3 separate regions of the Sus scrofa genome follow, and all the other regions are linked to region 2. A link is a contact called in public Hi-C data. All regions are on one chromosome and are shown on one strand. Each heading gives the region's core, a stretch centred on a gene start, on an enhancer-like site or on the middle of the called end of the contact. The rest is flanking DNA. Distances are from core to core; before and after follow the strand shown. Region 1 holds the start of TMEM140 (transmembrane protein 140). Region 2 holds the start of STRA8 (stimulated by retinoic acid 8). Region 3 holds the start of LOC100525318 (solute carrier family 23 member 2-like).

What was found. Hi-C and Micro-C count contacts between places; a contact is called where the count stands out from the background.
Region 1: a Hi-C map of liver shows a contact between it and region 2, with 3 times the contacts expected there. The contact joins the promoter of TMEM140 here to the promoter of STRA8 in region 2. A contact is called at or near these places in 1 of 5 promoter capture datasets (liver), 2 of 47 Hi-C or Micro-C datasets (both in liver) and 1 of 2 datasets of contacts at active chromatin or transcription factors (alveolar macrophages).
Region 3: a contact with region 2 is called in a Hi-C map of liver, with 6 times the contacts expected there. The contact joins the promoter of LOC100525318 here to the promoter of STRA8 in region 2.

What each region holds. Positions count from the first base shown.
Region 1 is chr18:14,147,218-14,150,394 of Sscrofa11.1, forward strand. It overlaps TMEM140 (transmembrane protein 140), which reads right to left and starts at 1,402. Exons shown (of 2, transcript XM_003134650.4): 1 at 717-1,402.
Region 2 is chr18:14,078,906-14,082,076 of Sscrofa11.1, forward strand. It overlaps STRA8 (stimulated by retinoic acid 8), which reads right to left and starts at 1,494. Exons shown (of 11, transcript NM_001285970.1): 1 at 1,382-1,494.
Region 3 is chr18:14,000,933-14,004,127 of Sscrofa11.1, forward strand. LOC100525318 (solute carrier family 23 member 2-like) reads left to right here and starts at 1,566. Exons shown (of 12, transcript XM_013985609.2): 1 at 1,566-2,109.

The DNA.
Region 1 (3,177 bases), core at 152-2,651, 68 kb after region 2:
AGGAGACACTGAGAAATGCACTTCAGTTGTCCTGAGGGAGGAAGGAAAGACAGAATCACATATATACATATATTCATCTCTTCCCAAAGAAGCCTTTGATTTTATAAGAGAAGAAGCCTGCTGGAAATGAGAGAAACAAGCCCATGTTAAAAAAAGAAAAAGTCTTTCTGCACCAACAGAACTAAAATCCCGCCATGAATTTCCATCGAGGCGTGAGAAGCAGTGTCTGCTCATAACACAGGGTCTAAAAATCTCTTGGATGCTGTTGTCTTCTTTCTGAGTCAAGGACACAGGTCTTTCTGACCATCTTAATCCACAGGGCATGTTTTAAGGACTCAGAGTTTCTGTGACTACCGGTTTAGCTGCTGTGCGTCAGTGCTCCGCTTGTGTCTGGCCACCTATTTCTGATGAAGAGTCCACTTCACACGCCCCGGACTGTTTTGTATAGACCGTGTGCAAGACCCTGCCGCCCGCTCTTCTCCCCCGCGTTTCTAACCAGTTGCCCTGGCATCACCTGCACCATTTTGAGGCCAGAGGCGCACAGGGTGATGCTGAAGGGATCGGAGTGCACACGGTGCACGGGGGAGGGTCCCACGCCCGGCTGCCAGTCATTCCTGGGCCCCTGGCGCGGCTGCCAGGTCTGAGAGGGAAGTAGCCTTCTTACGGAGCAGCAGGGGTCTGGGCGAGCCACGGGGGCATACAGGGTAGGTACTTACAAACAAGAAGATGCAGAACCCACACAAGGCTCCTAAGAGGAGGAGCAGGAAATCAGGTTCGGTTGACTGTCCGATCTCTGTCGCCGGCTTCCCAAAGGCAGGCTCCAGACCCGGGGCAGCGGAGAGGGGAGCGGCAGATGCACGCAGCCCCGAGCTTATGACCGGCTGGCAGGCGCAGTTGTGCCTAAGTAAACAGCTCTCTGAACTCTGGCACGTTTGTGCTGACTGGTGACACTGTCCCCTGATTTCACTTTCATTTCTTGCCGGTGGCCCGTGTGACTTTTCAGAAGCAAGGAATGTAAACAACCCTGCTGTTCCCCACACCTTATGCTTCACCCACACCTGAGTCGACCAGACAGTTGACTTAAAGAGCCAGGTAAGCGTCTTGATTATATCCCAGGAGAATTCCAGAAAGGAAACAAGCCAGCACACGCTCAAAGCTCCCAATGTTTTAAACCCGGATAAACACACCCTGGAGTCTTACTCAGAAGGGACCTTCACGATCATCCGGCCTAAGGTCCCAGACCCAGGTCACCCCCATGGGAAGCAGATATGCCTCAGTCCGCCCTTTCAGAAATCAGCTTGTAGGGTGACGGGGCACCTCTGGACACAAAACCTTGTCTTTTTAGCGTCCTCACAGGGGTGCTCAGGCCCTTGCTGGAGCAGCTGGAACATCTCTTGTTTCAAAATAAGAGCAGAACGGAGCTTTTATTTTTGTAATCAGAGGGACTCCTGGCCAGAGTTTAAAAATTGCTTTCTGTGCTCACATGACCAGCTGGAAATTCCAATTTGGGTTAAGCTCGGTTGTGTCAGTAGACAGCGACCCGGTAACATTGCTGAATCCTTCAGGGGTCCTCTTCCCCTCTGTGACCTTTGGGCAAAGGGCTTCTTTGGAGTGTTTGATATGTTTGCCCCCACTTTGTGCTACACCCCCCCCCCTTTGTAGTTCTTTGAAAACTCAAACCCTAGAAAGAAGGCATGTGATCTAATAGAAAGAAAGAACAGAAACTTCGGGATCTGGGAGTTCTGCTGCAGATGAGCGCATTATTTGCCCTCTGGGAGCATCAGTTTCTCGTCTGTAAAATGGAAACAATGTCTGTTTCGCATGGCTGTTGTAGAAATTGGGGATGATACGTGAACGTTCTCCGTACAGTACTGGGCACATACTAATAGTAGCTGTTATTATTTAAAGCAGAAGTCCAGCCTTCATAATAGTGCCTTCAAGGCCAAGACAGTATTAACTTTTTGGTGCTCATATAAACTGGTCACTGAAAACTGAACACTGGTGAATGAGTCACACAGTATAGAAGAGACAGAAGCATACCAAGTTGGAATGCGCTTGAAGTTAGAATGCACATAGTTTTGCAAGAGTCAAAGAATTCTTCAGAGTTCATTATGGAAAACAGCAGTCCCACACTGTCCTCTTCTCTCCTCCAGGGCAAGAAGCACCTCACCTCTTATAGCTGATTCTTTAGGTATTTACCACAGTTCTATAAGCAACATCCTTATAATGGTACTTCTTGATTTTTCTGTTTCAGACATAATCTGTCAAAACAAGAATGTTTCAAGGAGGCAAAGACTGTAAAAATAGGTATAAAGCTTATTGTTAGAAACACGGTACCATGTGTGGGAGAGCACAGAAATGCAGAGAATCAGGCTATTTGTCGAAGGCAGACGCAAACAGTAGTAGGCACCCAAAGGGGGTGCGGGTGCGGGCGACCCCTCAGTGAGGAGCAGAGGTGACTTTGACCACTTATTTTAGGGTAGTTCTTCCGGGTCTTTGTCTCCCTTTAGCCAATTACCTTGTTTCACCTTTTACACCTACCAGACCCAGGGCCCTCCCCTGATCTGCGTGCGTGTCTTTTGGACCAGATGGGTTCCAAAGCAGAGCATGGCGGGAAGGTTATCCAGCCTTATTATGGGCTGACGCCTCCTCCGTCTCTGACCCAGAGGGGTCTCTCTCTGTGCATGTGTAGTTGGGGTCTCCCTGACCCTGAGGATGGGGAGGACGTGACCTCTTAGTTCATTGTCCAAGCAGGGCTCAGCCCCCTTTTGAGTCTTTGTTTAACAAGTTCACAGAAGACAAGTACCACTTATTTGCCCTGGGCCTGTGTTATTTCTATCTGAAGTATAGACAGGTGGCTGGTTGTGAATGTTTGTCCTGGAGCCCACCTGTCTCCTGCCTCAGGGAGTGTAAACAAGAGGCTAGTTGCAAATGTCTATCCTGGGGCCCATTACCTCCTGCCTCAGTGTTTCTTTCATCGAAGACTTTTCTAGATTTATTCTTTATTCTTCTATGCTTAAATTTGGTCAAAGCTAGAAGAACATAGAATTTTAGGTTAAAAGTAACTTGCCTTTATAATTTCGAAAGCTTTCTTTCAGTCTTCTGGCTTTCATTAGACGTTGAGAAGTTTAAGCCATTCTGCTTTCTAGCTTCTAAAGTGGCCTCTGCTCCTAATCT
Region 2 (3,171 bases), core at 244-2,743:
CTCAGATGCCCCGCACAGCCTGTATGTGCCCACGAACACTAAATGGACGGCCTCCGACTGGGTCCAGTGATCCGATGTGGAGCCCCAGGGTCCTCACCCCTCACACGGGGCTCTGACACCTGCCTTACAGGGTTATCCTGAGGCTCAGAGAAGACACGTTCAATAAAGGGTCCAGGGCACAGGCTCCCTGTCTCAGGGGGAAAGATGTGAGGAAATAGAGAAGCGCATAAAAGGAGGGGCCGGGGAATGATGTTTTAAACTGGGGAAGAAGAAATGCGGGGGGGGGGGGGGCTAAGAAGGGTTGCGCGGAAGAGGCCTTTAAAAGGTGGAATCAGGAGTTTTCTGGTGGCTCAGTGGGTTAAGGATCTGGTGTTGTCACTGCCGTGGCTCAGGTTGGATCCCTGGCGGGGGAATTTCCCCATGGCACGGGCCAAAAATATAAATAAATAAAAGGTGGGATCAAAATAGCAAGAAGAAAAGGGAAACAGTCTCACTTTGAGACAAGAGCAAGTATTCTTCCACCTTAGGGAAAAAATTCATTTTCCCCCAAATATAGACTCATGTCCTTAGGTATTTTTTGCTTGAATTCCTGCACCCCTGAATGTTACATGACAGTCGCGATCCCACACCTTCAGTTTGGCTAGGAAGCAGCAGCCTTGCCAGATGTCCCTTGTTGTTCCCTGACCTGGGGCAAAAGCTACTGCACTCTGGGGCAGGGGTGAACCAGAGGTCACACCACCTGGACGCGGCAGCCTGTGCCTGGTGGCACTGGGATTGGATTCTGATCCAGGATGTGCTTCACAGTGACTGTGAGTTCTACCCAAAGCAGACAAATAGGTTCAACTTCTGACTTTGGTAGAACATTAAATTAAACAGTGTGCTATGTAGAAAGAAACTGCTACATGGAAAGCACCCAGTAGGAGCAAATTCTCCTTCTTTTCAAGGTAAATGTGACTTACTCCTTTTAAGACAAAATTCTGCCTGGGTTGAGGCTCTGTCCCTTCTGGCTGTCAGGCAGCTTTTTCTCAGGGTCACAGAGAGTCCCTGAGAAGCTGCTTTTTTCCCCTCTTCCTCTCTCCCTGGTTTCTCTTCACTGGCCCTGATCCTTGCCTCCCATCACTAGCTCAGCAGTGCTGAGACCCTGTGGGAGCAGAGGGCATTCAGGTGTCTGTGCACCTCTGTCTTGGAGGCCTTACCTTTGCACAGGGAGGACACCCAGAGGTCCAGACACTTACCTGCCCGGCCTTTCATCTCATCACCCTTCACCCGCATCAACCACCACCAAACACATCTGCCTCCCCGGATGCGGCCCACTGGGAAGCAGATCTGCACCCAGAAAAAATGCAGTCCTGGGGGGTGGGATGTTACAAGGCTTCCTTACCTGCCTCAGCCTGATTTCCTTGAAGAAAATGAGGATCTCTGGTCCACTTCAGTCAGCCTTCCCCACAGCTGTGAGGCAGAAGGCTCTGCTCATGAACCCTGGGACCGCCTGGTGGCTTCTCACCAGCTTTGGATACAATCAAAGTTCTCCCTGGCAACAGTCCCCCCGCCCCCATCACCTTCTGACCCTGACCCCTCCTTCCTAGTACCAGAGATCCTGCCCAGAGAAACTCCCCTCGTAGTAACATAGATCCTGCCCCCAATACAGCCCCCCCCCCACGACAAGAAGCATAGATCCTGCCCTGAAATCCACCAGTCTGAGGGCATCCCCTCCCCCCAGATCCAGCTCCACACCTGTCCCACCAGGAAGCCTTCTAAGATTCCTGCATTAATGTCAACCCAGGATGGCCACCCATGTTATGTGTCCTTGACCCTAACTTTCTGGTTGGACAAACAGCCTTTTTCACTTTTTCTCAAGTGTTGGGGATGACATATTCAAGATCATTTAAAAATCAAAATGGAGGAACTGCAGTTCAGGCATCTAAAACGGAGCCAGGTGGCTATTGTGGATGTGGTTTCAGACACATTCCTGCATTGAGTCCCAAATTTTCTGACCTATGTCAACCTCAAGGGCATCACTAGCTGATTTCAAGAGTATCTGGTAGCAGCTGCCAGCTGCAGCCTAATGGGCTCAAGGTCTTCCCTTGTAACTGTACAACCATTCCAGGCCCTAGCAAAGCACCCTTACTTGTTGCCAGCTCCGAGCCTAATTCTTGACAAAAAACTTATGCAATTTTGTGGGGTTTGCCTATATAAGCTTCTTCCATTTTGTGGTCCAATGAAACACAATGCAAGTACTTCTTGCATCTGTATCCCCTGGGTTATAGTCCTCACTTTGGCTCAAATGCAACTCTTTTCTCCCTTATTTTAGATTGTTTCCTGATTATTTGCATCAACATCGGGTCCCATCCATTTTATGTGATAATGGGCAGGGGTCTCATATGCGATCATCTTTTTATCCTCTAAACATAACGAGAGTGATGGGTTGTGTATTGCGCCTCCACTGTGTTCCTAATCCTCGTGGATGACCTTGTGAAGAACTTTCTCCCCCTTTTATAGATGGGGAAGCCAGAGAAGGGCAGTGACCTGCCTAATATCTAAACATCTGAGGTTCTCTCTGGTTTTTTGCTCATCACACGCCCTTGGGTGGCATTTAGCAAAAGGAATGTTGACTGTCTTGGGCTAGAGAGAAATTTGCATGATTTTGTAAGTTTCAGAACAAAAGACCCTCAGCTTTGAACTGAGGTGTGTGGACAGTGGCTTGGAGGGAGGGGTGAGGAAGGCAGAGGTCCATGGAGGGGTACATTTCTGACTCCAGTTAGGAGCTCCCAGCACTGTGGTCAAGAGGAGCCTTGGATGCAATCTCAGGCAGGTGTTTGCCTGCCATCACCTTTGCACAGGGCCAGATTCTGGCCTCCAGGAGGGCCTGGTAATACAGTAAGCTCCTTTATGGGAACAGTATTTCTGGGTCAGCATGGCTGAGCCTTTCTACTGTAGAAGGACAGATATGTGACTCCCAAGACATGTCCCCAGGTGACAGTGCCCATTGTCCCCTGACCTCCAGTAAAACTCCTGAAGGCTTGGGACCTCCCATCAATGACTCAGCACCAAGGACCTCCTTCTGAGGTTTCTGCTTTAAGGGTTTAATGGATGTGAAAGTGCTTTGACATGTAGAAAGAATTATACAAATACTGATAAAGTCGAGGCTTGTAACTCTCCTGGAAGAAGGCA
Region 3 (3,195 bases), core at 316-2,815, 78 kb before region 2:
CTGGGCAAAGGTCTCTCCCCGCCTCCTGGCTCCCTGCCAGTCCCTCCTCCTCTCCCTCCCACCCTGGGCCCAGCAGAGTGTGTCTTGAATCTGCATAAGCCTCTGAGTGTCTTGACTGAAGGGGGCGCTCTATTCCCTGGGCCCAATCCAGCCCCATCTGCTTTTTTGTAGCCATTATCCCTGGGTCTCTGGTGTCTGCCCCTGCAGGAGTGTGGGGCAGCCGGGGCTGGAATTGCGGGGGACCTCATAGCTTCTGCCTCTGTGCCCCTGGTCTCCCGAGACCTTCCCAAGCACCCTTCGCATCCACACTTTTAGCTGAGTTCATGAGTCAGTGGGTCCAGTCGCCCTTGAAATGTCAGACAGCCCTGGAAGCACAGCCAGAAAGGGCGCTCACAGGCCCTAGATTCTGAAGAGCTGTCTTGGAATCGCGCCTTGTTCGTTCTAGCTCTGCTGTGGGTTCACAGTCCTGAGCTCAGCTTTGCACTGAACCCAGCTCCCTGACTGTTAGGTGGGTTCCGGGGACCCCTTGGTGCATGTGCCCCAGCTTACAGGTGTTAAAGATGGTCCTTTGCCCTCCAGGAAATGTGCTCCCACCCACTGGCCCATGACACCTGCCAAGTACCAGCGAGAGCTGCCTGCCAGTTCTAGTAAACACTCCCCCTCCCCCCACCCTAGAGGCAGAGGCCCAGTAGGGGCTTTGGGGACCTGCCCCTTCCCTCTCTGGGAAGAAGGTCTGTTCTTTTAGAAATTCCCAGTCTGGCGCAGGGGGCTTAAAATTCACCCTCCATGGCTCTTTTTCTAGTGTTTTCCCATGAATCAGGAATGAGTCTAGTCCAGCCTCTAAAAGTCTGCACCGAATGTTCCATGGGCTGCCCTCTGCTGCTTGGGCAGCCACCCTGAACCCTGGCCTCAAGAGCCTCCCCATCGCTGTGTGTGACTCTACCAGGTTCCGCATGGCCAGCCGCGAAGGGCACAGCTCTTCTTCGGCTCTGTGATCAGTCTCCACTGCCTGAGGGGCCTCGGCCAAAAGGGTAGGGTAGGATTCTCAGTCTGAAAAATCAAGGTGCAAGGAATTAACCACATTGTTCTAAAAACAGTCCAGGCTCCAGCCTGTGGCCTTAGATCTCTGTCTTCTAGAATAGTGGAGGGGAGTTCCCATTGTGGCTCAGCAGTAACGAACCCAACTAGTATCCATGAGGATGCTGGTTTGATCCCTGACCTTGCTCAGTGGGTTAAGGATCTGGTGTTGCCATGAGCTGTGGTGTAGGTCACAGACGTGGCTTGAATCCCGAGTTGCTGTGGCTGTGGTGTAGGCCGGCAGCTACAGCTCCGGTTAGACCCCTAGCCTGGGAATCTCCATATGCCGAGGGAGTGGCCCTAAAAAGCAAACAAACAAACAAACAAAAATAGACTAGGTGGAGGGTTGGGAGAGGAAAATATCCACACAGAAAACATGCGTTAATAGTGCAAGGTGAGTGCCTGCCCGTGCAGTGACCTGCTGTCTCTTGGGGAAGGGAGGGGAGGGGCAACCCATGGGGGTGAATGAGTTCCAAGAAAACTATTTACACAAATGGGCAATGGGCCAGGTCTGGCCTGTGAATCAGAGTTTGCCAATCCCTGTTAATATAAACAGATTTAATTAAGCATGCGTATGGGAACTATTTAGACCCTGAGGCAGCTTTCCGAAGCTGCATGTATTGAAATTAGAAGTTATGAAGTTTGCACATTGAAACCTAAAATTCTGCACCTCCAGTTCCTGTTGAAACAAGTTAGGGCTTGTTAAAAATTTAGAGAACCCCAACTTCCATGACTAATGTTGGTTTCTTGGCCTTTCAGGTCAAGAGTGTATAATTAACGAATTAGGTCTTCATTTCAGAGAAGCATCTTAGAAATTGTTTTCCCAGTACACTCTCGGGTTGTTGTTGTCACATTGAGACAATTGATTTGGCTGCGTAGGAATATATTGAGGTCGTCAGCACTGGCATCGATGTTTAAATTATTTTTAATGCCCTTGAAACTTAACAGTCGTTGTTAACGAAGGGTGAAAGCTTGGCAAATGTCGTGGAAGTTATTCTAGAGAAAGAATCAGTTGAGTATTGGAGTCAAAGGGTAAGTTTGCAGATTTTTTTTTTTTTTTTTTTTTTTACTGTTGCACCTGCAGCATATGGAAGTTCCTGGGGAAAGGATTGAATGGGATACCTAACCTGGGACACAGCCAGGTCAACATACCGGATCCAAGCCACATCTTTAACCCATCTATGCCACAACTTGTGGCAACGCCGGATCCTTAACCCACTGAGCGAGGCCAGGGATCAAACCCGCATCCTCACTGATGCTATGTCGGGTTCTTAATCCACTGAGCCACAACAGGAATGCCTATGGATTGGTTTTTTTGTTTGTTTGGTTGGTTGGTTGCCAATGACAGAAAACTCAAATCAAATTAGTTTTAGCCAAAAAGAGAACTTACTACCATACACAGCTTGATATATGGATTCAGGTATCACTGGAACCTGACCTCTGTTCTCCATCTCAGCTCTGTTGTCCACACAGACCCCTTTCTCAGACTCTATATCCTGAGAGGGCTGCCGGAGCTACAGAGCAGCATCCTTTGCATTCGGGATGAGTGAGAAAGAATGAATGTTTCTCTCCCCAGAGTCCCAGCAAAAGTTCCACTGCATCTCTTGGCTCTGGTTGGTTCCCAGGACTGTCACTAGTCCAAGGCCGTGGCCAGGAGTTGGCAGTGCTCCAACTGGTCCCTCATCCTCTTGCAGAGCAGCCACAGGACAGGGTAAACTGTCTGAAGTCTGTGGGCTGGTTGCTGTGGGCCAGGATGGTTCTCCGGAGGACGATGAGGGAAGCTAAATGGATTCTCAATGACAAAACCAAGTTGTGCGTCCTCAGTATAGCTTGCCCTTCTGCCGGCCTCCTTCATGCTTGTGCTCAAGGGTGACTTGCCCCAGGGGTATCTTTTGGCAACTTCCCTCCTTCAACAGTCAACTGCCAATTTATCCGACCTCAACAGTGAAAACGTCCAGGCCAAGCCTTCCTGCGTAGCCTGCTCCACACACAAAGGTGGTGTGTCCGGTGGGAGTTTAACGCGTTCTATGGGGAGAGGACCAGGACCTTCTCCTCCCAAAGCGCCTGATGCTGAGGAACAGCCTCAAATTTGGGAATAGAAGTTGATGTGTGAAGAGG